Regions from separate parts of the Mus musculus genome. Here regions 1, 2, 4 and 5 are each linked to region 3. A link is a contact called in public ChIA-PET and promoter capture Hi-C data. All regions are on one chromosome and are shown on one strand. The core of a region is the stretch at or near the end of the contact, and the rest is flanking DNA. Distances in the headings are between cores, read along the strand shown.

What was found. Promoter capture Hi-C pulls out the DNA fragments that hold promoters and counts their contacts. ChIA-PET counts read pairs in DNA pulled down with a chosen protein or histone mark.
Region 1: a contact with region 3 is called in a promoter capture Hi-C map of pre-B cells, with 2.7 times the contacts expected there. The contact joins the promoter of Gbf1 here to the promoter of Wbp1l in region 3. A contact is called at or near these places in 2 of 39 promoter capture datasets (cranial neural crest and pre-B cells), 2 of 115 datasets of contacts at active chromatin or transcription factors (bone marrow-derived macrophages and thymic regulatory T cells) and 1 of 9 other capture datasets (liver).
Region 2: a contact with region 3 is called in a promoter capture Hi-C map of pre-B cells, with 3 times the contacts expected there. The contact joins the promoter of Elovl3 here to the promoter of Wbp1l in region 3.
Region 4: a contact with region 3 is called in an RNA polymerase II ChIA-PET map of memory CD8 T cells, with 38 read pairs. The contact joins the enhancer-like site here to the promoter of Wbp1l in region 3. A contact is called at or near these places in 4 of 39 promoter capture datasets (cranial neural crest, frontonasal cranial neural crest, macrophages and 1 more), 1 of 15 datasets of contacts at CTCF or cohesin (large pre-B cells), 58 of 484 Hi-C or Micro-C datasets (the AML12 cell line, B cells, the Ba/F3 cell line and 33 more), 9 of 115 datasets of contacts at active chromatin or transcription factors (T-cell acute lymphoblastic leukemia, astrocytes, double positive thymocytes and 6 more) and 4 of 9 other capture datasets (adipose tissue, embryonic stem cells, liver and 1 more).
Region 5: a contact with region 3 is called in an RNA polymerase II ChIA-PET map of memory CD8 T cells, with 27 read pairs. The contact joins the promoter of 4833438C02Rik here to the promoter of Wbp1l in region 3. A contact is called at or near these places in 1 of 39 promoter capture datasets (erythroid cells), 2 of 484 Hi-C or Micro-C datasets (CD8 T cells and muscle stem cells), 4 of 115 datasets of contacts at active chromatin or transcription factors (bone marrow-derived macrophages, memory CD8 T cells, pancreatic cancer cells and 1 more) and 1 of 9 other capture datasets (adipose tissue).

What each region holds. Positions count from the first base shown.
Region 1 is chr19:46,149,376-46,154,127 of GRCm38.p6, forward strand. It overlaps Gbf1 (golgi-specific brefeldin A-resistance factor 1), which reads left to right and starts at 3,183. Exons shown (of 40, transcript NM_178930.3): 1 at 3,183-3,417.
Region 2 is chr19:46,129,899-46,134,907 of GRCm38.p6, forward strand. It overlaps Elovl3 (elongation of very long chain fatty acids (FEN1/Elo2, SUR4/Elo3, yeast)-like 3), which reads left to right and starts at 2,001. Exons shown (of 4, transcript NM_007703.2): 1 at 2,001-2,275; 2 at 3,226-3,357; 3 at 4,103-4,254; 4 at 4,477-5,009. The coding sequence starts at 2,172. The coding sequence ends at 4,904.
Region 3 is chr19:46,597,737-46,602,415 of GRCm38.p6, forward strand. Wbp1l (WW domain binding protein 1 like) reads left to right here and starts at 1,370. Exons shown (of 5, transcript NM_001177812.1): 1 at 1,370-1,557. The coding sequence starts at 1,468.
Region 4 is chr19:46,884,856-46,889,579 of GRCm38.p6, forward strand. It overlaps Nt5c2 (5'-nucleotidase, cytosolic II), which reads right to left. Exons shown (of 18, transcript NM_029810.5): 18 at 535-4,196. The coding sequence ends at 3,963. Among named protein-coding and RNA genes, the nearest start is that of Nt5c2, 75 kb to the right of the region's middle. Within about 2 kb of position 3,461, at least 87 of the 459 cell types and tissues checked have an H3K27ac peak or open chromatin away from gene starts, as enhancers often do. A contact at or near this core is called in the Ba/F3 cell line, CD8 T cells, ECoMG-derived neutrophils and 10 more, where this site is marked.
Region 5 is chr19:46,303,211-46,308,441 of GRCm38.p6, forward strand. It overlaps 4833438C02Rik (RIKEN cDNA 4833438C02 gene), which reads right to left and starts at 2,419. Exons shown (of 3, transcript NR_152248.1): 1 at 2,152-2,419; 2 at 1,898-1,981; 3 at 375-1,640. It overlaps Nfkb2 (nuclear factor of kappa light polypeptide gene enhancer in B cells 2, p49/p100), which reads left to right and starts at 2,485. Exons shown (of 22, transcript NM_019408.3): 1 at 2,485-2,814; 2 at 3,073-3,154; 3 at 3,276-3,316; 4 at 3,561-3,659; 5 at 3,732-3,883; 6 at 4,154-4,260; 7 at 4,350-4,508; 8 at 4,746-4,850; 9 at 4,963-5,048; 10 at 5,135-5,231. The coding sequence starts at 2,794.

The DNA of each region.
Region 1 (4,752 bases), core at 1,933-4,432, 450 kb before region 3:
CGGGTTACTTAGTGCCCCTGAGAGTCCTTAAGCCCCGTGCAGTATGCTCCAAAGATGAATCTAAGCATACGTATCAATTTTTAAAGCACGATAGTTCTCTTTACTGCCTTCAGGAGAAAGTCAAAGTTTCCTAATGTGGCATATTTGATCTTCAGGACCTGAACTTCCAATCCCCCCTTCAATAGAGTCTTGCTCTGTAGCTCTCTGGTTTTGGCTGGCCCTAAACGTTCAACTATTATCCTACCTCTGTGCATTGTACTGAGTGCCCTGATTTGTCTTCATCTTCAGTTTTGTTCATCCTGAACGACCTCTAATTTTTCCTGACCAAAAACAAAAAACAAAAAAAACAACAACAACAACAAAAAACAACAACAACAACAACAAAAACAGTCGTTATATTGCTGATCCTAATTTCTGAGTTCCACTTAGGTTCTGTTTTATCTGAGAAGCCTTGCCTGAACTTCCAGGCTGGCCAAAGGTGTAGCTTCTTGCTCTCATGACCCCTTATGTATAGATTTGATATCACTCCATCCTCCATATTGAAGGAATCAACTGATGTGTTGACTTGTATAAAATAAAATTTAGGAGAACAAGAAGCATTTCTTTCCTCTTTTTCTATTCACAGGCATATAGAAACTCAATAAATGGGGGGCTGGAGAGATGGCTCAGCGGTTAAGCGCACTGACTGCTCTTCCAGAGGTCCTGAGTTCAAATCCCAGCAACCACATGGTGGGTCACAACCATCTGTAATGGGATCTGATGCCCTCTGATTCTGGTGTGTCTGAAGACAGCTACAGTGTACTTACATATAATAAATAAATAAATCTCTGGGCTGGAGCGAAAGGGGCTGGAGAGAGAAGGAAAAAGAAACTCAATAAATGTTGCACTGAAATAAATAAAAAAAAAACCTGTTTTATCTGTTAAATGATGTGTAGCACCTGTGAGGGGCTGGGGATTGCTTTCTCTCTGTCTCTCTCTCCATCTTTAATTGATAATCACATACTTCTAAGATGTCTAATGTCTGGAGGCATACCTAGATAGGGAGGGGAGAGTAGGGAGTTTTAGTTTACTTACAGGGTTTTCCTATTTGCTCTCCAACCTGAGAGAAGCCCTAAAGACCAAACGAAGAGAAAAATGGCTCAGAGGTATCATAGAATGAAATACCTTGGTGATCGTATCATCTTCATCTGACTTCCTTTAGGTTCCTAGCTGGACCTAGAGACCAAGACCAATGCATAGACACAGGGAGTTGTTGGGGGATTCTTCATATTGGATTTGGCTCTGATGGTTTTTTAAATTAGAGGATCATAACCTATGGATGCCTTGGGTGCCTGTTTCAAGGCCACATTCCAATGGCCTTAGAAAAGGTTTGCTTTGCTGGACATGGTAGCATATGACTTTAATCCCAGCACTTGAGAGGCAGAGGCAGGCAGACAGACCTGAGTTCGAGGCCAGCCTGGTCTACAAAGTGAATTCCAGGGCAGCCAGGCAGCCAGGGCTGTTACCCAGAGAAACTCTGTTTTGAAAAACAAACAAACAAAAGATTTATTTTTTATTATTTGAAATGTATGTGTCTGTGCCTGGCATAGTGGTGCAGCATTTGGGAGGCAGTGGCAGGTAGATCTCTGTGAGGTTGAAGCCAGCCTGGGCTTCAAGGACAGTCAGTAGCCAGGGTTACAGAAAGATCTCTCTCTCTCTCTCTCTCTCTCCCCCCCCCTCTCTCTCTCTCTCTCACACACACACACACACACACACACACACACACACGAGAGCGCGCGTGTCTCTGTGTGAGTATGTGCCCAAAGTGTTGGATCCCTCTGGAGCTGGAGTTACAGTAGATAGTGCTATGTACATCCTGGGAACTGAACTCAGGTCTTCTGGAAGAGCAGCAAGCACACTTAACTGCTAAGCTTCCTTTCCAGTCTCACCTGTCCGCATTTCGAAGGAAAATGGGAAATCATCATCATCATCATCATCATCTTCTTCTTCTTCTTCTTCTTCTTCTTCTTCTTCTTCTTCTTCTTCTTCTTCTTCTTCTTCTTCTTCTTCTTCTTCTTCTTCCTCTTCTTCCTCTTCTTCCTCTTCTTCTTCTTCTTCTTCTTCTTCTTCTTCTTCTTCTTCTTCTTCTTCTTCTTCTTCTTCTTCTTCTTCTTCTTCTTCTTTTTGTTAACGATGTGGACTAATGGTGTGAGATTAGGCCCTCAGACTTGATCCTCATACACCTCCACCAATCGTTCATTAAGATTTGTCCAAGGCTTAATAGGAAGGGCTGAACTGAGAGTCATATAGCCCTATGGAGTAAGGTATACCAAGTATTGAGGGAGGCTGGAGAGATGGTTTAGTGGCTAAGAGCATTATCTTAAAATAGACAAATTCTTTCTTTTTAAAAAGAAGTATTAAGTACCCCCATGCCCCTTACTCTCCGCACCGAATTGGCTGGGGTAGGTGTATGTTTTTCTCTGCTATGCATGGATCCAGCTTTCCTCGGTAGAACTCTTTCCACGTCTGGAAAATGAGGATACTCTAATTAGGTATCCAAGATTTCTGCTACCATTTTCTCTATTTCTGGATGGTAGGAATGGAGTAGAAAATGCAAAAATCAGAGTTAGGATGAGACAGGCACATATACCCAAGTGGGGCACAGAAGACAGGAGGGCGTAGGCAAGATTGCACGGGCCGGATTTAGGAACGCGTTTCAACCCCAGACCTGCCTGGAAAGAGAGCGATCCCTAAAGTAGTAAAGCCCAGGTGACTTTGGTAGGATGAAGTTGGGGGAGTAGGGTCGCCCGCTCAAGCTCTCAAAACGGACCCCGCCCCCTTTCCAGCAAATCATAGCCTTCCTGCCCAGGATGCCCAGCAGCCACTGCTAAACAGCGCACTGCAACCGAACCCTATCTGACCCCACCTCTTCAACCGCCCAGCACAATTTTTCATTGTTTATTGGCTTCTGTAACTGTCAGTCAGAGAATCCTCGTATCCGTTGGCTGTCCCCTACCTACTCTTCTTTCCCTTGTAATCTGGTCTCTTTGGGCATTGCACGCCTCCCAGAGCTAATTTCTTTCTTCGATTGGATAGTCGGAATGCCACTTTTCAGAGTGCCACGCTCTGATTGGCTGAGCGCGGCAGGACTCTCGCAGTTACCAGGCAGCGGGCTAGACTGAGGCTAGTTACCACGTCAGTGAGCTGACAGGGAAGGTAGCCGGCACCACCGAGCGTCCCGGCCCACTTACTCCAGCCTGCAGTGAGGTCTCACCCTGAAGTTAGGGTTGCCTTCCAGAAGACAGGATCCTTCCCTTCTCTCACTCGCCGCCGGCGCCGGGAGAGCGGCCGGGAGACGCCTCCGGGGCCAGGCTGGACATGAGCTGCGGCTGCCGCCGGTTCTGGGACTAGGCCCCGCCATTTTGGATCCGCTGACAGGTCAGCGAAGTCTCTTCTTAGAGTTCCAGCGTCGTGAGGGCCTCCTGACGTTGCCATCAAGAATAAGGAGGAAGGGTCCTTCGGTTGGGCGAAGCGGCCTGGGCGATGGGCTTAGTGGGAAGAAGTAAACCCAGAGGACTGATGTGAGAGGGAGTTGGGAGGTGTGCAGGGGCCAAAGGTCAGACCCTTGTCCCCGAGGGGTGTTTCAGCTCCACCTGTGACTCGGTGGATGCTAGAATCTGTTTTTGTTTTTGTTTGTTTGTTTGTTTGTTTTCCCTAGGCATAATCTGGCCTGCAGCTCTTCTTTTTCAGACCCTTCTGCACCCTAAAGTCCTCAACATCTGAAAGCAAAATTAAGGATGGTTTCAGGGTTTAGAGAGTGAATCTTTTCAGATTCTGTACATCTGTCACTTCGGGGTGACTGCGTCCTAGCACAACTGAAGCGCCCCATTAATCCTGAAAGATGAGCCAGCTCAGTTTGGATTAGGTAGTCAGAAGGCATAGAAGACTGGAGGCAGCCGCCTGAGAACCTGGCCTGTAAGATCTTGCTTTTACAGGATAGCTCAGCTGTCACCAGGGGTCTGCATGTAAACACCTTTCTTTCTTTTTGAGTCAGGTTCTTTCTGTGTAGCTCTGGTTTTTCTGGAATTCACTATGTAGACCAGGCTGGCCTTGGATTTACAAAGATCCACCTCCTTCTGCCTTAAACTCTTTAGGTGTGTGTTATGGGTAGGCATTTACCCACTGTAACTCCCTTCTTTTTAAGGATATGAGGTTTGATCCCAAGGCAGCCACTCTTTTGTGACACATTTGATTGAGAGTTAAGAGGGGTTTGAATACTGATAAGGCTTGGTCCTGGTGGTCTATTTATTTTTAGTAGGTGAAAAATCATGAAAAGGGCTGGAGGGAGACGTAGCTGGTTGAGTGTTTGCCTTGCATGTATGGAGTCCTTGAGTTCAGTCCCTAGCACTTCATAAACTGGGCATGTTGGTCCACATCTGTAATTATTCCCTACTTGGGAGATGGAAACACGAGGGTTAGCCCTGACATTCAAGGTTATCCTCAGCTACTTCTTGAGTTAGAGGCCAGCCTGGGCCAAGTGAGACACTGTCTTTAGCAAAGAGACAAGTTAGGAGAGTTGTTCTGCTCCTTGTGGTAGGGTCAGGGAAACAGAGTGAATGGTAGGGCACAACCCGAAAGAGTGTAGTTTATGGCCCAGTAGTGACCTTTGACATTGCTGTGTCATAAACTGGTGAAGTCCTTCGAAGGTAAAGAGTACGTTAGAGATGAGAGACAATGTAGTGTTTCCTGAGTGCAGAAGCTCATATCAAGAAC
Region 2 (5,009 bases), core at 751-3,250, 470 kb before region 3:
GCCCTAAATATTTAATTTTTAAAAACTGTTTTGGGGGCTGGTGTCATGGTTTAGTGGTTAAGAATGCTTTCAGAGGGGGGCTGGAGCGATGGCTCAGCAGTTAAGAGCACTGACTGCTCTTCCGAAGGTCCAGAGTTCAAATCCCAGCAACCACATGGTGGCTCACAACCATCCGTAATGAGATCTGATTCCCTTTTCTGGAGTGTCTGAAGACAGCTACAGTGTACTTACATATAATCAATAAATAAATCTTAAAAAAAAAGAATATCAAAACTGCTGTTTTTCTAATTTGTGTGTGTGTGTTGTGTATATATTTGTGTGTGTGTATGTGGTGTGTGTATGTGTGTGTGAGTATGAGGTGTGTCTCAGTGTGTGTGTCTCAGTGTGTATATATGTGTGTGGTGTGTATATGTGCGTACTATGTAGTGTGTATGTCTTTGTGTGTCTGTACATGTGTGTATATGTGCATGCATGTGGTATGCTTATGTGTGTGGTGTGTGTGTATATGTGTATATATATGTGTGTGTCTGTATGTGTGTGCATATGTGTGTATGTGTGTGCATGTGTGTGTGGCATGTGTGTCTGTATGTGATTCTGTGTGTACATGTGTGTGTATGTGGTAGTGTGTCTGTGTGTGTATGTGGTGTGTGTGCCTGTATTTGTGTCTCCATGTATGTGTGTGTGTATGTGTGTGGTGTGTCTGTAGGAATTATTTCTTTGAGACACTCAGTCTTTCAGTGAACCCAGGGTTTGTGATTTTCCCCTAGGCTGGCAGCCTGGAAGCCCCAACAGTCTTGTCTCTGTTCCCACATACAGTGGGCAGGACAGGGTGCAGGCTGGTTATGGGGTGTTAGGTTCTGCACTCGGGTCCTAATGCTTACACGAGTGCTCATAGTCACTGAGTCAGCTCTTCACCACCTCAAATAGTTCTTAGTTTTCTTTGCACTTGTTCTATAGATCCCCATCTCCTCTCAACTGTTTTCAAGCCTTCTGGTTTTCCTTCACTTTCTTAAAGCCAAGAAAGAAACAAGGGACAGCCAGGTAAAGGCTTCCCAGTTTCTAAGTATTTTTTGTTCACTGGGACTAGATGCCTTGGTGAAGGAGCAGATTCAATTGGATACGTTCAGACTGGGAAGGGGAACTGTAAGCCTAAGGAAGTTCACTGGGTCACCACCTACTTTAAACCCTTCCAGGCTTCTCCTGCACCTGAGGACAAGGAGCCCAGAGGGTGACCCCATTTTTCTCTCCAACATTTTTACTGGGCGTCAGACGAGACAGTTCCGGAAACTATAAAGAAACTGTAACAGCCTGAATTGCCGCCTCCTCAAATATTAACAACAACAACCCAACAGTAAAATTCATTACATCCATTCCCCTCCTCCTACAAGCACAGATCCAAAGACAGAAGTGGTCAGAGCCGTCTTCCTTATGGTCCAGCTTGGTCTTCCTTATTCCAGCCTGGGTTTCCCAAGGAAACTGTCGACCCCATATCTGGAAGTGTGCACCAGAAGCCAAGAGTCCCTCCGCTTGCTCGTCAGGGCCAAGTAGGTGAAGATTAACGCAAAAGGAGGCAGAGGCTACAGGTGACTGTGTCAGAGGTAGACTGGTCTGCCTGGGTACTCGGTGAAATCAAGGATTGGGGCGCGGGGGGGGGGGAGGGGGGAGGGGGTGTGCTTATGAGTCAACCTAGAGCAGCTGGTGGAATTTAGAAAGAAAGAAAGAAAGAAAGAAAGAAAGAAAGAAAGAAAGAAAGAAAGAAAGAAAGAGAAAGAAAGGAAGGAAGGAGGCGGGTGGGGGGAACGGATTTGGGGCAAACTTGGTTCTTAGGGGAGGTGCCCCTGAGACTGATCAGTCAGAGAGGAGGAGGTCCAGGGGCGGGACAGAGATGTCCCTTGGCTAAGATTGGATAACTGCTGAGGGCGGGAGCTGGCCTTGCACCGCCTGGGTTCCCAGTTTAGTAATTGGGGATATATATACGGCAGGCACGGTCACTGCAGCGCGAGCGGGCTGGTTAGCAGCGCACGTGCCAGGCTCCGGGGCCCTTCTGCTTATACACAATTTCTTTCTGTCCTGGGTTTCTTCGTCCCTGAGACCCACTCCATCTTCTACTTCTTTGGCTCTCGCCCAGCTCCCTACCCCAAGCTCTGTAACTCGTCGTCTGCAAAATCGAAATGGACACATCCATGAATTTCTCACGCGGGTTAAAAATGGACCTGATGCAACCCTATGACTTCGAGACGTTTCAGGACTTAAGGCCCTTTTTGGAGGAGTACTGGTGAGACCTGGTGATGGGGAAGGACCAACTGCTTTGAGGGAAATGGAGACAGGGAATGAATGCCTGTAAAGTCTCCGACGACGCGCCCGCCCCGGTACTAGCTCCGATTCCCCTGCCCCGCCCCCTCTTTTAAGATACCCCTTTAAGAGATTAGCTCTAGAAGAAAGGGCTCAGAAATGAGAAGTTGGAGAGAGGGATGTGGGAGGAGACAAAAACAAAGGGAAAAAATGGGAACTATAGCTGAGGAGAGATTGACCGGAATGAAGCGGTTTTTTTAGTTGACTCTCAGAGAGAGACAGAGAGGCACACACAGACACAGACACACAGACACATACACAGACACACACACACACACACACACACACACACAGAGAGAGAGAGAGAGAGAGAGAGAGAGAGAGAGAGAGAGAGAGAGAGAGAGAGCCCGAGAGCCCAAGCGAGCCTTCCTGTGTGGGCACCTAGGATTAGCGTGTCCCACACACAATTATCATGTTCCCTTAGTGTGTCATCTTCTCTGATGTCAAGATAACACAAAAATGGGAACCCTGTCAAAGCTTTCCTGAGGCTTTCTGTCTTAGCCCTAAATCGTCCCAGACGTGTTTGGTGGGGTGACTTTGTTGTTCAATCTCGTCTTGCCATAAGTCAGTCAGATGTTGCTACACTATCTTACACCACAGGTTTGGACAGAGTAGTTCTTGGCTGGGGGCAGACAACTGTCACCTTCATTGAGACCTCATTGACAAAGTCATAATTACAGAAATCTCAAATGTGCCCTGTGCTAGGTACTTTAGATCTGTGAATACTGCCAAGGCACCCCACTACCCCATAAAGATAAGGAAACCAAAGCATCATACTGCTGAAGCTCTAGTATAAAGGAGCCCCTTTGGGAGATGAGCGGGCATTCTTTTAAGCAACGCCCACTGTGAATCCATCTGTTTTCTGCCCTCCAGGGTAAGCTCATTTCTCATAGTGGTCGTCTATCTGTTGCTCATCGTTGTTGGCCAGACCTACATGAGAACGCGGAAGAGCTTCAGCTTGCAGAGGCCTCTCATCCTCTGGTCCTTCTTCCTGGCAATATTCAGGTAAGTTAGTCCTCCACCCCATGCTCTCTGCCTGTTCTTTAGTCCTTACATCTCCATTTTACCCTGAGGGTTTCTCAAATCCTCAGCCACGTCGACTTCTTTTCCATAGTACCTGGGTTTTCTCTCTTCCTTGAGCCCAAGGCTATGGTCTCTGTTCTGTTCCACCCCTCTTTAAAATGTTTACTTTAAAAGATAGTCTCTTAATCTGCACCCCAGACTGCTCTAATAGCCCACTGTGTAACCTAGGCTAGCCTCAAATACCACAACCGTCCTGCCTCAGTCCCCTGAGTTCTGGGAATACAGATGTTAGGCTCTACCCCATTCCTCTTGTGCTCGGGAAATCTATACGGCCGACAAAATTGTCTAGCCTTAAATATCTCAGTTCCCAAATTGCTCTTCCAAAGCAATCGAAGAGCATCAAGTTCCCCAGCCCCTCCTTTACCACGTCCTTCTGTCTCTTGCCACTTTTTCCTTCTGACTGGCAACCCACTTCAAGAACCCTGTGCTTAACTTTGACTTTCACCTCTCCCCCTGTATCCACTGGCTTTTTCTTAACCCATATCTCATGGAGAATACTTGTTAGATCTACCAGATTGGCCCCGGGAGCTCAAAAGCTGTAGCCACACTCCCCTCGGAAGGGTGAGGAGGTGATAGAGAGTTGGTTCCGACGTGGATGTGGTTGGGTCAGGTTCACGCCTGGCCATCCCCTAATCCCTTCATACCTTTGTGCATGGTCTCACTCCAGTATCCTGGGTACTCTGAGGATGTGGAAGTTTATGGCAACAGTGATGTTTACAGTGGGCCTCAAGCAAACCGTGTGCTTTGCCATCTACACGGATGACGCCGTAGTCAGATTCTGGTCCTTTCTCTTTCTTCTCAGCAAGGTTGTTGAACTGGGTGAGTGCAGGGGCTTTGTCTCCGGTGCCCAGTGACTTGAATCCTTCCCCAGCGCTCTTCCCTTACCCATCACATGGAGAGTCCCGGCCCTACTCCTGGGTCTTAGTGAGATATCCCCACCCCACACCCACACCGTGAGATTTCCAGATGTGTTCACACACCCCGGGGAGGGAGTGGTACCAGCACTGGGTGGCCTGACGACTATGATCCCTCACCTCTCAGGAGACACGGCCTTCATCATCCTGCGTAAGCGTCCACTCATCTTTGTCCACTGGTACCACCACAGCACAGTGCTACTGTTCACAAGCTTTGGATACAAGAACAAAGTGCCTTCGGGTGGCTGGTTCATGACCATGAACTTTGGCGTCCATTCTGTCATGTACACTTACTACACTATGAAGGCTGCCAAACTGAAGCATCCTAATCTTCTCCCCATGGTCATCACCAGCCTGCAGATTCTGCAGATGGTTCTGGGCACCATCTTTGGCATACTGAATTACATCTGGAGGCAGGAGAAAGGATGCCACACAACAACGGAACACTTCTTCTGGTCTTTTATGCTATATGGGACCTATTTCATCCTATTCGCTCACTTCTTCCACCGAGCCTACCTCAGGCCCAAGGGCAAAGTTGCATCCAAGAGCCAATGAGAGTAGGAAAGAAAGATGGAGCCTCAGCCGTTCCTCCGTGGCACTAAGGGTATGGGAGAATGATTAGGGTACCTCCCTGTATGGTTTCCCCCATGGGATATGTAC
Region 3 (4,679 bases), core at 120-2,619:
CCAGCCCTTTAAATTGTATGGTTTAGTAACGTTCAGTCCAGTCACAAAGTGCTACAGTTGTCACTACTGTAATCCAGAACACTTTCACTGTCCCTCCTAGAAAGCCAAGGTCGGTTCGGCAGCAGCCACACCCCCACCCGCTGCCAAACCCTTATCCATTTAGTTGAGTTGGCCTGTAAGGTGTTGAACAGCAGTTATAATGAGCAGGAGGGCTTTGCATGGGAACTACTAACACAACTTTGAGGACAGCCTGAGTTACCTAGTTTCTGGCTTGTATGGACAACAGGAAGAGACCCTACATCAAAAACTAGCCAAGTACATCCTGTAACTAATTGAAGTGTAATTTTTTCTTTCTTTTTCCCTCTCTTCCTCCCTCTATCTCTTCCCTTTCTCTGTTCCTTATGGCCCATACCAGGGTCTGAACTCAGGGCCTTGCCCATGCAAGCCATTTACCACAGAGTGATACATCCTCCTGCCCTGTTGGACAAGAATTCTCAAATTGAAGCAGCTACATGGTGATGTGTGGGTTTGTGTGGACTAGTATTGTCCTTGCGGTGTGTGGAGGGGCAAAGGGAAGCCATTTTCATTTAGCCGGAAGATAACATGGATGAAGCAATGATTGGTGGGTCTCAGAGCTATTTCTGAGTAGGGTCTGAAGAGTTTTGTCCTTGAAACTTGGGGGTAGCAGAGCACTATCGCTAAGAGAGGTGCTATTTAATAGGGGACTCAAATGACTCAAAGCTGCTGCTTGGGTAGTGAGCTTGGAAAAAGGATCCTGATAATAGGGCTTCCTGTAATTTAATACAAAAAGCACCAAAGGCTTATAGACTGCAGTTGGAAGCACGCTTTAGAATCATTATATCTCACTACTTTTTTTTCTTTCTTTCTTTTACCTCTACTTATTTTAATACAAAAAGCACCAAAGGCTTATAGACTGCAGTTGGAAGCACGCTTTAGAATCATTATACCTCACCACTTTTTTTTTTCTTTCTTTCTTTTACCTCCACTTAACTGTGGGAACATAACATTTCCGCCACACTCAAAATGACTGAAATACTGTAAACCTTTTCAATGCATCCGGGTGGTCGTGTCCCTAGCTCCTGTTACTTCCGCCACTCTCTGCGGGGCGGGGCGCTCTGCACTTTTCTGCACCTCGCAGCATTCAAGATGGCCCAGCTTCCTCCCACTTTTCATTGGCCAAATCACCTAGCACGAGGGTGGCTGGGACTGGTATTTGACTCACAGTTCTTTTGACCAATGGACAGAAAGTAGGAGCCAATGAGGCGCGGGAGCTGGAGACCCTCCCCTGCATCTGGGCGGGCCCTTTGCCTGGGGCGGGGTGGAGCCGAGCCGGAAGCGGGAGGGCAGAGCGAAACAGGAAAAGAAGGGAAGGAGGAAGCAGAGGGAAGAAGAGAGGGAGGAGGAGGGGTGGCGGCGCCGTGGCGGAGGAGCAGGAGCAGGAGGGGGATGGAGAGGAGAAGGCTCCTGGGTGGCATGGCGCTCCTGCTCCTCCAGGCGCTGCCCAGCCCCCTGTCAGTGAGGGCTGAGCCCCCGCAGGTAAGGGGAGGGCTTCTGGGCTAGCTTGGGGGTCTGGGGCGGTCGAGGCCTGGTTGGAGGGGGGTCTCAAAGAGGTTTGTTTGCAAGGAGTTGAGTGTTTTCGGGAGGGAAGCCCATGGCTAAGGTGGACCAGGTGAAGGGTGGGGGTGTTGATGTTTAGCTGAGGGACACCTGTGACGAGTTGGATGTCAAGAAGGTGGCAGAGGCAATGGTGCCAGGCGACTTGAGGGTCCTTTGAGAGGGTAGTTATGGTAGGTGCTCTGGAGGACTCTTCGCGGAGATCGCCGCACACTGGCGCCCGTGGGCCCTATTTCTGCTCCGCAGTAGAGTCCGGAGCCAGAGACTGTGTGCACACCAGTGTGTGCTGGGATCCCAGGTTACTGCACTGGCCCCAGAGGGAGGAGGGCTCAGCATGGTATTTATTTCAGGCTGGACAAAGGAAAAGTTCTGAGGGCATCCTGACTCTTATTTTTAATGCTGTAAGGCATAGTACGTTGGTGGGCTGTTGCTGGAGGTAAGGTTCTTGGGAGATAGTAGGGATGAAGTAGTAACCCCTCAGGAGGAGGGGCACATTTGAGTGTGAGAAAACCGTGCTGTTAGGCTAGCTGTCCTGGGAAGAAGTCACTAGTGCTGATCCGAGCGAGCCAGCTCAGGGCTTTTGAGCAGAGGGTGGTTCCGATGCCAATATCGGCAGCAAGTGGAGCACCCTAGCTTTTCTTGCTGGGTGGCTTGCTCTTCCTGAGTCCAGGGCCGAGATGCCTGCTTATGCTGATTCTAGCTTGGGCTGGCGTTTCGAAACCCTAATTGAAGCGTTACTCTTGGTGCCAGATTGGGTGGGGTGCTGTAGGGGGAATCACCCCTCCCCTGTTAAATCTGGCAAAGCTTCTATCGTTTCCTTTGGTTTCTCCCCTTTCTTCCCATCATTGTCTGTTTTCCACAGGCACAGGGACAGCCTGTGCAGCTTAGCACGTCACATCACGCTGAAGAGCAGAAATTGTTAGCAGAATTCTTACCTTTCCCCTTAGAGCTCAAGGGCAGCCCTTTCACATACGTATCTTATTTTTCTCCCGAATATCCTCTTCAAGAAACAAAACAAGAAAAACACCCAAAACCCCAAAATAATTGAGTTTTGTTTTGTTTGAGACAGGATCTTGCAATGTAGGTCAGGCAGGGCTTGAACTCTTGATCCTCTGCCGAGCTCTGTGATTTGATAAGATTTTTTTTTTTTCAAGTGAGCTGAAAGTCACAGAACAAAACCAACAGTTCTAAAGTGAATCACTGTGGCGCTCCATGGTTGTGCAACCACCACGGCTATCTACTTCCAAAACAGTTGAATCATCCCCAAGAATGATCCATATTAACCAGTTACTGCCTGTTTCCACCCCTCCCCCACCCCCAGCCCTGGCCCTTGGCGACACCCACTAGCCTGCATTGTGTCTCTGTGGGTTTACCTGTTCTGCACATCCCTGTGTAATGGAATGCTGTAGTATGTGGGGCGTCTTTCACGTTCCGTCATGTTTTCAAGGTTCACCCACATTGTGACCGAATAATAGTCCCCTTTATGTATATACTACAATGATTTGGCAGCTTATCTGTTGCTGTATCTTTTTTTTTTTTTTTTTAAGTCAGGGTTTCTCTGTGTAGCCCTGGCTGACCCAAAACTCACTTTGTAGACCAGGCTGGCCTCGAACTCAGAAATCCCCCTGCCTCTGCCTCCTGAGTGCTGGGATTAAAGGCGTGCACCACCACTGCCCGGCTCAGTTGCTGTATCTTAATGGGGCGGGGGCTGGGAGTGGGGATATGTTATCTGGGAGATAATCTGTGAATGATCGAGTTCGTTTTCTGATCTTTTCTTGTATTCCTCCCCAGGGATGAAGCCCTTCAGTTTTTGACTTTGTTTAGGTTCTTTGTTTTCTTAGTCAAAACCGTAAGCTGCCAGGAGAGATACATTTGTCTCCTTGAGAAGTTGCAGCTCTCAGGACTGGGAAAGTTAAGCGCAGGTAGTAGGTATCGATGGAATAGAATACAGAATAATGAAGTTGCTTTTTTCTATTTCTGTGGCTGTCTGAGGGCTGTTCCCTGTAGCCTTTGAATCGCCTTGTTAGGGGGCTTGATTTAGGAGTGTGGAGCCTTTGGAGGTGAGCTGGTTGTTCATAGGAACCAGGTCCACTTCTTGAAGGAAAAGCGTTGGCAAACGGTCCTGCAGTCTGGGGGCGGTGGTGGGGTCTTCAGTGCAAGGCTCTGCGTACAACTCATCAGTCTCGGGCTTGTTTTCTTACCGCAGTTCTGGCACTCGCAGTGCTTATTTTGGGGACAGGGTAGCTTTTGTACTTTGTTCCGTTTGGTTGGTTTGCTAGCACTGACCACTGCTGTTGTCTGGTTACATACAGTTCCTGCACAGAGGGAACGTTTCCGTTACGAGCTGCCTGCCCACTCCTCCCTGGCCTCTCCCGACGTCATCCCGATACCCTTTACGCTCTCATGACACCCCTCACCCTCCGAGTCCTCTGGTCCAATCAATCATACCAGATAACTATGGTGAAATTTGTGTTTTTTTTTTTTTTTTAACCTTTGGCATGGAGGTGGCAATATAATTATTAACTTTGAATCTACCACAGCTTGGTCAATTTAGGGTTTTCATCGGGGTTTTGCAGAGGCAGGGAACATCTGTCAGGGAGCAACCTCAAGTCTTTATTTCTATAGTGACCAGATCACTCAGGTGGCACCTTGATTTCTGGGTAGAGAGTGCTGCAGGTTCCTCATTGTATCTCCCTCCCTGAAATGGACCTGTCAAATACCATCTTTTTTCTGTGTATTTTTTTTTTTTTGCTGGGTTTAGCGGGGTAAGGCCACAACCACTGGACCCCCTGGTAGGGATCTGTTTTGGAGGAAGTGGGAGTAGGGGGTGCAGTTTAGACAGGGTCTTGTTAGCCATAGCCCTGGTTGGAACTCAATATATTGACCAGGCTGATCTTGAACTCCCTGTGACCCTCCTGCCTCAGTTTGTGAATGCTGGGTCTACAGGTGTATACCACTATGCACATTTATTGTACATGCACACTTACTATTATATATATTTAATATATAGTGTACACGGATTGATTATTTATTTATTTATAGGT
Region 4 (4,724 bases), core at 2,211-4,710, 290 kb after region 3:
TGGGCTGTGTGAAGTGCTTCCTGCTGCTGTTAGTGGCTCTGAGGTCCTGAGACTGAGCCCACTTCTACATCAGACTCTAGCAATCACATGCTTAAATTACATATCCTCAAATCCAAGGTTAACTTTGTTAAGAACCTCTCAGAGGTGGGCAGATCTGTGAGTTCAAGGCCAACCTGATCTACAAAGCGAGTCCAGGACAGCCAGGGCTTGGGCTTGTTACATAAAGAAACCTTATCTTTAACCCCCCCCTCTACCTGGAGGCAGGTAGGGCTAGCTCTCAGTAAGGAATGGCCATGGCCATTTAGTAAACTTTTCAATGCTGGGAAGGTCTACTTGTAAACTATCTGGTCTTGAGGCTTGAAGGATAGTCGCTATCTCCATGGAGACAATGTGTGCAGTACACAGGCTCCTGGCCTCGGGGTCTCATCTACAGGTCCCCTGGGAAGAGTTAAGTGTCAAACAGCTCCCTGCTCTTACTCTAGCCACAAGACGGAGTTTGGGCACTATACCCCGTGTAAAGAAACCTCAAGTGGCCAGGCTCAAAACTGGGAATTTTATTTAGTTGGAAAAATTCTGCTTACTTTCCATGTGGTGTCCAAGCCTGAGAGGTGAATCTGGTGCAGTTTCATGTTTTGGCTCTAAAAGGATCTTGGGAGCTGTGCATCATTTCACAGTGGGAATGTGTCATGAGGTGACCTCACGGGAACAGCAGGCATGAGTACTCACAAACCAGACAGCTGCACCTTATGGGGCCACCGTAATATGCATGGTCTGTTGCTGACTGACACATTGGTATGGCACATGGCAACATTTCACTTCTTGCCATTACTGTTTTGCTGGACACCATTACACTGTTGTCTCCATAGGTTGAGAAGCAGGGAAAAGCAATGAGGAGAAAAGTTTCGTGTTTCGTAACTGAATATTCTTTCTAGAGCTGCTTCTTGCTTCTTCTGGACAGCAGTGGGGAGCTTAGGTGCTGGTTCCCTGTTAGTGTGGCAGGCAATGTGGGCTGCAATCAGGCTCTGCTTTTTGACGTCACATGCATGTAGATCCTCTATGCATCTTACTATAGTGCATGCTTTTGTTTCATCTTTGGTAAGGACTCCAGACTTGGGCATCCCAAGTGTATGATTAGAAATCATTCCCTCTGAGGAAAAACTGCAAGAGAAGCTAATTCTAGTCACCAAGAAAGAATGCCATGAGAAACTAAGGATTGAGGGCCTAACTCTCAAACCACATGGGGAAGAAGGCGGCTGGCAGCACAGCAATAGATGGATCTTAGTAACCACTTTCCCACCGTCAGAAAGAGCTTAAATAGTTTCCATAACATGGAATGTGAGCGAAGTTCCTGTCCTAATACAGTCTTAAATATGCAGTTGTTTATCTCAGGCTATTTGTGGTGAATAAGCAGAGGATTTAAAAGTGCCCCAGAAGCCCTGGAAAACTTGCAGGACTTTAAAGTTGTTAAACAAACAAGTCTGATTTATAAATATCTAAACATGGGCAAGCTACTTTTAAATCTGACCTGTAACTGCCCATAGAATGTGACTTACAGATTTGTAGCTCATTTAGTTATTCTATTTCTACTTTAAACAAAATTTAAAGAGCAACTTGAAGGGCGCATAGCTTACTCCATGGATCTCTGCAGATCTATGCTTATGGTAAAGGAGAATCTTGGGTATAAAATAAACATTGAATTTTCTCTGCCCCAGATGTTTCTGAGACACTTGGGTGTTTGTTCTCCTGGCGCACCTCTGTGGCCGTGAGACCCAGTAGGACTGGGAACACCGGACTCCCTAGTGTCACACACTCCAGTCTTGGGAGCTCAGTCTAGCATGAAGAAAGGATTCCTAAATTCTGATGCTCTACAAAGCCTGAAAACTGAGTGTTTTCAGAACTCCTAGGAAAGGTTCTGAAGAGTGACGGAAGGGCGGGCTGCCATTTCTGTCCTCTAAATTATTCAGACTTAGGAAAACGGTGGAGAAGTTTACTGATGACAGACAATCCCTGTTTTCCATTCTGAAATGTCCAGTCACCTGCCCCAGACAGACCTCCCAGCACATCTGGGAACGTGTGGGAAATCACCAGCTGGTCTCTCACAAAGCTCCTTAGCAGCTCCTTCTGGTGACTTAACGTGGAGTTCTTGCAACTGCGTGCTTTTCACAGCCACTTGAAGTGCTTGCTCGCTCGCTAGCTCTCCTGGTGAGTCACCTGGCTGACAGTGTCATCTGGCCAGTAACAAACTGTTGTATCCACACAACACAGTAAAACATAGAAAGCAAACTGAGTGATATCCACCTCTGCTCTAAGGAATGAACTAATGCAAGGTGACTCTGCAGTTGTCACATGCCACGCAGAGGTGATCTGGGCTTGAGAAGGCTTAACACTGTCAAACTAGGCAATGTCCTCAATGACAATTTAAATGAGAATAGTAACTAGGGTGAATACGGTAGTCTCTAAATTTTAAAAACAGAGATGACAACTAATAGGCCACGTACATGTTCCAGAAATTTCAGTCCGAATGCACGTTACTTGAAATGACTTACTGTAAAGTCAGTGAGTGCTGGCAGCTGCAGCCTTGGCTCAGTGGCTGTGCTCCATACCTTCAATGATTACTTTAAAACAAGCCAGGCAAGGTGCTGCACGCCTTTAATCCCAGCACCCGGGAGGCAGAGACAGGCACACCTCTTTGAGTTCAAGGCCAGTCTGCTCTACATACTGAACATGTCCCAGGACAGCCAGGGCTACATAGAGAAAATTTGTCTTTTTAAAAAATGCCTAAAACCTCAGTGAAAAAAAATCCTTATACCCATGAAACACTGTACATATAAGCATGTTTTTAACTAAAAGTGATACAGATATGGTGAGCAATTTTGAAAATGTATTTCCCTTAAAAAGAACACCAACCCTAAAGCCATTTGAAGAGCAATAGCTGTGACGGCTAATAGTTGTACTACACAAGGGCCAATGTTAGCATTAGACATACATTTTACTGAGTTCTAGAATAGCCAGGACCCTAGTGACCAGGGCCAAGAATGGGAGAAAGCAAATCAAAGTTAAAGCAAGAATCTCTGACACTGCTCAAGTGCGGGACAGCTCCCTGCACTGGCAGGGCAGGCACAGCCTTCACGCTCTCCTCAGAACACAAGGTCGTTTCCTGTCACGGGAACTGACTGACTGTGGCGAGGAGGAGGGTGCACCTGCAGGCCACGATGCCGTGGCTGCTGCTCTGGGAACTTGCTCCTCTGTACTCTTCAGGTACATTCCCCAAAAGGATTGTTTTCATAGAATAAAAAGCATTTGTGCTACCAACTTTAAAAAATGTAGTAGGGATGGTAACTTCTGCCTCAAATTCCAATCCCCACAGTCAAGAATCACCTACAGCAAGGAAACTCACAAAGGCACCGAATGACACAGCAGCAGCCTTGCCAGAGCCACCGAGGAAACCCAAAAGCTAACGGAAGGAAACCTGACCTCAACAGACGGCTGACTACACTTGATAATGAAAGCATGTATTTCTCCACTGATTAGCAACACTGTGAAGCACTGGACAAGTGGGGTTTGAAGCAGCGGTACAGCCTGTATACAGCATTTGTGGATCTCCTCTTCCTACCAGTCCCGTGGCTCTGTTCTGAAACCCTTTTTTACTACCTTCGTACATCCAGATGACACGCTGACGATGACAGACACAGAAAATCATTACAAGCCATGTGGTGCGATCTGTGTGCACTCCACCTGCCTTTACCTGTTCTTCCTATACAGTTTCAAACCATCTGCAGAGAACAGATACACAAAACTGAAGTAGCTATGATTAGAATTATTTAAAGCCTTGAGAAACTTTCCAAACTTTCCAGGACTTCTGATGGAGTCCTCCCACCCTCCCTAACAGAATCCAAACAGGCCACCCCTCACCCCGTGAGTCTGACAGACTTGATGGGTGCTCCGGTTTCTAGTCTGCCTTCCTATTCTTCCTCTTCTTCCTCTTCATCATCATCTTCATCATGGCAGTGTGTGATCTCCTGGGGGGCCAGCGGGAAGAGGTTGGGGGGCTTGATCTCACTAATGGACCTTGTAAGCTGGTGTCGCTTATAGTCAGTGTCTTTGAAATCCACTGACGTGCGGTTCCGGGTGGCGAGAGGGGACTCCATCTCATTGATATCCACATGCGTGTGTTCCACCGTTGACTCGTGCGGCATCTAGAGCAAAGCAAACACTCAGGCTGTAGGCAGAGCGAAAGTGAGTACTGTGCTAACCACTCCGCTTCCCAAGCAGGAGTGCCTAAGCTCCGCTCCCTCCCTACAGCATGGAAATCCGTAAGAAACCTTACGGATGCTTTTATACTTCCTTAGCCAGCCCTGCCCTGCAACAGCAGTATCAGGACATACATATAAAAACAGTTATATTGCCAGGTGTGGTGGCGCACGCCTTTAATCCCAGCACTCGGGAGGCAGAGGCAGGCGGATTTCTGAGTTTGAGGCCAGCCTGGTCTACAAAATGAGTTCCAGGAAGCCAGGGCTACACAGAGAAACCCTGTCTCGAAAAACCAAAAAAAATTATTTCAATTAGCACTAACAAGTCTTTTTTGGGGGGTGGGGTAGGGCACCTCTCAATGTAACCCTAAATCAGAGATCAGTACCTCCCAGGCACTAGGATTAAAGGTATGCACCAATACACCCCGCATTTTTTTTTAAGATTTATTTATTTATTTTATGTATGTGAGTACA
Region 5 (5,231 bases), core at 1,169-3,668, 290 kb before region 3:
GCCCAACCTGTAATCTATGCAGCTAGCCTAAATTAAAAAAACAAAAACAAAAACAAAAACAAAAAACTGAAGTGCTTCCTGTCAAAGCATTTAGTATAAGGGTGGGAGATAAGAAGGAATGCCTTTCCCTTCCCCTGGTGCTAGTACCAGTCTATAGTCACCTCCTAAACAACAGGGCCAGTTGTGGGAGAGTCCAGGGAGAGCCTGTGCTGCACTCCAGACCCAAGGGAGGAGGATTCAGGAACAGAGATGCACTGCACACAGCCCCTACAGAGAAAGCTGACTTAGAGGCCCAGAAAGAGCCCATGGCAGCGACTCTTGTCCTGACCTTGTCAGTGGAGGTATGCAGGGGGAAGGCAGCGAAATGTCATTTTCAGGGAGACTTTCTAAAATGATTTTATTTCTTATTTGTCACCACGTGGGTTTGGGGTTTGGGGGATGAGTAGTCAAGAATTGAAGGGTGTGCACCTGAATTCGGTCTCCCAGAAGGCGAGGAGAGAGCCAGGGGACCCTGGTGTGATCGTTTCGGACACTTGTGAGCCGTCCCACGTGGATCCTGGAAGAATCTTCCTGGATGCAGGAAGAGCAGGAGTGCTTCGGCGCTGAGAGGTCTCCAGAGCCTCCCACCCACTTTATGATGGTAACAGCTGGCCCTCACCCATGCAAAGCACACCGCTGGCAATTTTCCACAGAAGAGGAAGTTTGAAAGGCACTTTGGACAGATTTGCGTGCATGTGTGTTGAGACAGGGTGGTGTGAAACTTAGGATCTGTCTTGGTTTCAAGAAAGCTGGGACTGCAGGTGAATTTCGCCACGCCCAGTTGGATGCCTTTCAAGTCAAATAGTTGGGACATCTGTGGTGGATGAACGAGGCCTAAGACTCCCAGGCAAACATCTTTCTTCTCTTCCTTCTTCTTTTCTTCCCCCAGCACATTGATTCTCCAACGAGTCATCCTAAAAGCCTTGGCCCTTGTGAACCCGCCACTTACAGAATAAACATCAGTTGTCTCTTCCTGAAGCCCGGAAACTAAGACAGTTGACCCCAGAGTTTCCTTGCGGCTCCAGAAAGGCCGCTAGATGGCGATCTGGAGCTGACCGCAAGATCTGACTCCTTCCTCTTCCCCTTCCCAGCTAGGAGGTCCCTCTCTGGGAGGGTTACTGGAGTGTTGGGACTGACCCGGTTTCCTGTGTCTCAGAGATAGCCAACCTCTGGGCACAGCAAGAGCCAAGTGGCCCACTGGACTCCGTAACGGTCCCGGGCAAGCCTGGAAGAGTGCAGAGATCTGAGCCGCGCCCTGCGCTGGGTCCGTCGTCCCGCCTCGCTGGTCCCTAGCAGAACTGGAGCTGGGTGACACCCCGCGGCCAGTCCTGGGCGAGCCTTCCCCGAAAGGGGCGCGCCTGCGTTGCTCCGGGTTGGCTACAAGAGTCCTGGAGTTAAACTTTCAACCAATAAAAAAGGGCATGGGGAGTGACGCACGGGATCGTCACGGGAATTCCCCCCCTCGGGGGGCCGAAAGGGGCTTTCCCGGCTGGAGCCCTTTGGCTGGAGAGGAGCAACGACCGGTCCGGGGAAGGGCTCGGAAAGAAGTCGGAACCAGAGCCGCCACCACGGTGAGTGGCCGGGTTCAGATCCCTGAGTGTCTAGGGAATGGAGAGGGAGGGAAGGAGGACTTTAGATGACAGGCTGGGGCTGGACGCCACCTCCAGTGAGCGCGCACAGGAACAGGACACTTTGCTACACATCAGCGACACGTCTGCCTGCCCTTAGCTTGCCTGTGCACAGCCGGCCGGTGTGAGCCCCGCACACGCACTCACAGCGCACCCGTGCACCGGCGCCTGCGCACGGACATCCAGACGTGCACGGACGTGTGCCCACACTGGGCAGTACAAGGACTCACCTGTGTGGATGAACGTTCACTTGCACGTGCCATGATGCCACCACTCACCCGGCACACAAGACATTAGGGCTGAAACGCATATTCCTGCAACGGACACATGCGCGTTACACTGGCTTTGGGATTGGAGTCGCCAGGGAGGGCGGGATGCTCCCGTTTGACCGGCCACCGGGAGCAGGTGCAGCGGGAGAATCCGGGAAGCTAAGACGGAATCGCTAGAGACCGTGGAGGGGGAAACTCCTCCCCCCCACACACACCCTGAGGCCCGAATCATATTCTCTGGTCAGAGCCCCGGAGGCCCCACTGGAAGAACCCCCGCCTACGGGCCATTCGGAAAAGGGGCCTCCGACGGCAGGAATGTCCCCACAAAAGCCCCTGGGTGAATCAGCCGTGTCCTCCACGCTGGCTGAAAATCCCAAGTTTGCTCCAGGCTGCGGAGAGGGGGCGAGGCGGCTAGGCCCCGACTGAGCCCCAGGGGCTACAGAGGCTGCCCGGGAACCAGGAACCGCCTGGGCCTCCCGCCCCTCCCGCTGCGGGGGCGTGGCCCCGGCGTCATTTCCAGGCCCGCCCCCTCCGGCTCCGCCTCCCCCTGGTATTTTCGGGACTTTCCTAAGCAGCACTAACTTTCTGCCCCTTTCCCGGGCCAGCCCCGCTCCGGATCTCGACCTCCACCGGATCTTACCCGCCACGCCCGGACGGGCGGCTGGAGGAGATCGGACCCTCCCCCAGATCTGAGCCCCCCTCCCCTACCCATCCCTCTCCCCCTGCCCACCCCTATCCTGATATCTTTCACTCTTCCCCCTCCCACGCCTCTCTTCACCTTAGGCGGGCGTCCGAAACTCTGGAAAGCTGAACCGGGGCCCGAAGCCGCAAGACACAGCAGGGCCTAGCCCAGAGATATGGACAATTGCTACGATCCAGTGAGTCACACTGCCTGACCCTGAGGGCGGCGGGTGCCCTCTGTGTCTGCTTGTCAATTGGACGCTCCTCCACTCCCCTACTTCTGCACTGTCTTCAAATTGTCTTAGTCTGCCAGTCTGTGCTGTCTGCAAACCCTGCCCAGAAATGAGCTTCCTCATAGCTTGAGGAGGAGTCCAGGGAGTGACTGCAGAGGGCTTGGGAGGGGGTGGTTGGGGGGACCCTTGATTCAGCTGCCACCTTCTCTGTCTATAACGCAGGGCCTGGATGGCATCCCCGAATATGATGATTTTGAATTCAGCCCCTCCATCGTGGAGCCTAAGGATCCAGCCCCTGAGACAGGTCAGTAAGTCTTTGGCCTCGCAGTATCTCAGAACCTAGAGGAGAGTGAGCATGTCCCCTGGAGGCCCCACTGAGGGATGGTCTCAGAGATCCTGGCTCAGCAAGGCCCCTCTATTTCCAGCTGATGGCCCCTATCTGGTGATTGTGGAACAGCCCAAACAGGTGAGTGAGTGACAGAGAGTGGTGGCTTCACCTTTGGGGAAAAGGTGGGGCGGGGGGGGGGAGGGTAGTTATACCTACTGATCAGATTAAATAGCTTGCTGCTGATATGTTGGGGGCTTATGAGAAGGAGGTACACTTTTGGTCACTGTGGTCAGTGATGGCTAGTGGTTGCCTTGTGGGGATGACGGGGGGGGGGGGGGGGTTGCCTCTCCTGATCACAATGTCTCTGCTATGGAACCTTCAGCGAGGCTTCAGATTTCGATATGGCTGTGAAGGCCCCTCCCATGGAGGTTTGCCAGGTGCCTCCAGTGAGAAGGGCCGGAAGACCTATCCTACTGTCAAGGTGAGCTCAGATGACACCGGAGGGTAGGGATGGTGTATGGGGCAACTACTGACTATCCTTTGCCATTCTCAGATCTGTAACTATGAGGGACCGGCCAAGATTGAGGTGGACCTGGTGACACACAGTGACCCACCTCGTGCGCATGCCCACAGTCTGGTGGGCAAGCAGTGTTCAGAGTTGGGAGTGTGCGCTGTGTCTGTAGGACCCAAGGACATGACTGCTCAGTAGGTGGCCCTGGCCCCTGGCCCCCAGTGGGATGCTCATTGCCTGCCAGCCTTAGGTCTCATCTCAGGCCACCTGTGTGACTAGCACACAAAGTGGGAAGATTTACTTTGGCCCAGGAACCTCAGAGCTCAACTATAAAGAGCAGTTTCCTTGGAGAACAGAGCCAGGATGAGCCTGACCATGGGGGGTGGAGCGTGGGGGTGGAGGTGCCTCAGGAGGAAAGAGCCTCATGGTCAAAGAGGACAAAGCCTCCTCCTTGTCCTCTCCAGATTTAATAATCTGGGTGTCCTGCATGTAACCAAGAAGAACATGATGGAGATTATGATCCAGAAACTTCAGAGGCAGCGTCTCCGCTCCAAGCCTCAGGGCCTTACAGGTATGGTAACAAAAGGTGTTCCGAGAGGTGTTCCTAGAGGAGCCGGGAAGAGCAGCCCAGAGCTCACACCACCCACATTGTCCATCCAGAGGCTGAGCGGCGGGAGCTAGAGCAGGAGGCCAAGGAGCTGAAGAAAGTCATGGATCTGAGCATTGTACGGCTGCGCTTCTCAGCTTTCCTTCGAGCTAGCGATGGCTCCTTCTCCTTGCCCCTGAAGCCTGTGATCTCCCAGCCCATCCATGACAGCAGTGAGTATTCTGCAGGGGGCCAAGCATGCATTCCCAAAAGAGCGCTTGAGATACCTTCCAGCTATGGGTCTGAACCTGGCCCTGCCACGTGTGGGGTGGTGAGTGCTCGGTAGTCAGAACATCTGAGTGTTGCTTCTGAGTGGTAAATGTGAATACTGCATTTCCTGAAGTTTGATAATGACCCCACCGAGCCTCCGATCCCATCAATGTGTCCCTAACCCATCCCCCACCTTATAGAGTCTCCAGGGGCCTCGAACCTGAAGATCTCCCGAATGGACAAGACAGCGGGTTCCGTGCGCGGTGGAGACGAAGTTTATTTGCTCTGTGATAAGGTGCAAAAAGGTGAGGCAGAAGCCCTCTGGGAGCTGGAAACGCTGGCTGTAAGGGTAATTTCGGGATCCATGCAGCGGGGCTGCAGGCTCTCCCTGTGGCTAAGCCGCACTTTTCTCTGTAGACGACATTGAGGTTCGGTTCTATGAGGATGATGAGAATGGATGGCAAGCCTTTGGGGACTTCTCTCCCACAGACGTTCATAAACAGGTACTGAGGGACTAGGGCCTGTCCTGGAGACAGAACTACGAAGAAACCTTACTGACACCATGTTGCTCTCCCATCCTCCACCCCAGTATGCCATTGTGTTCCGGACACCGCCCTATCACAAGATGAAGATCGAGAGGCCTGTAACGGTGTTCCTGCAGCTGAAACGCAAGCGTGGGGGCGATG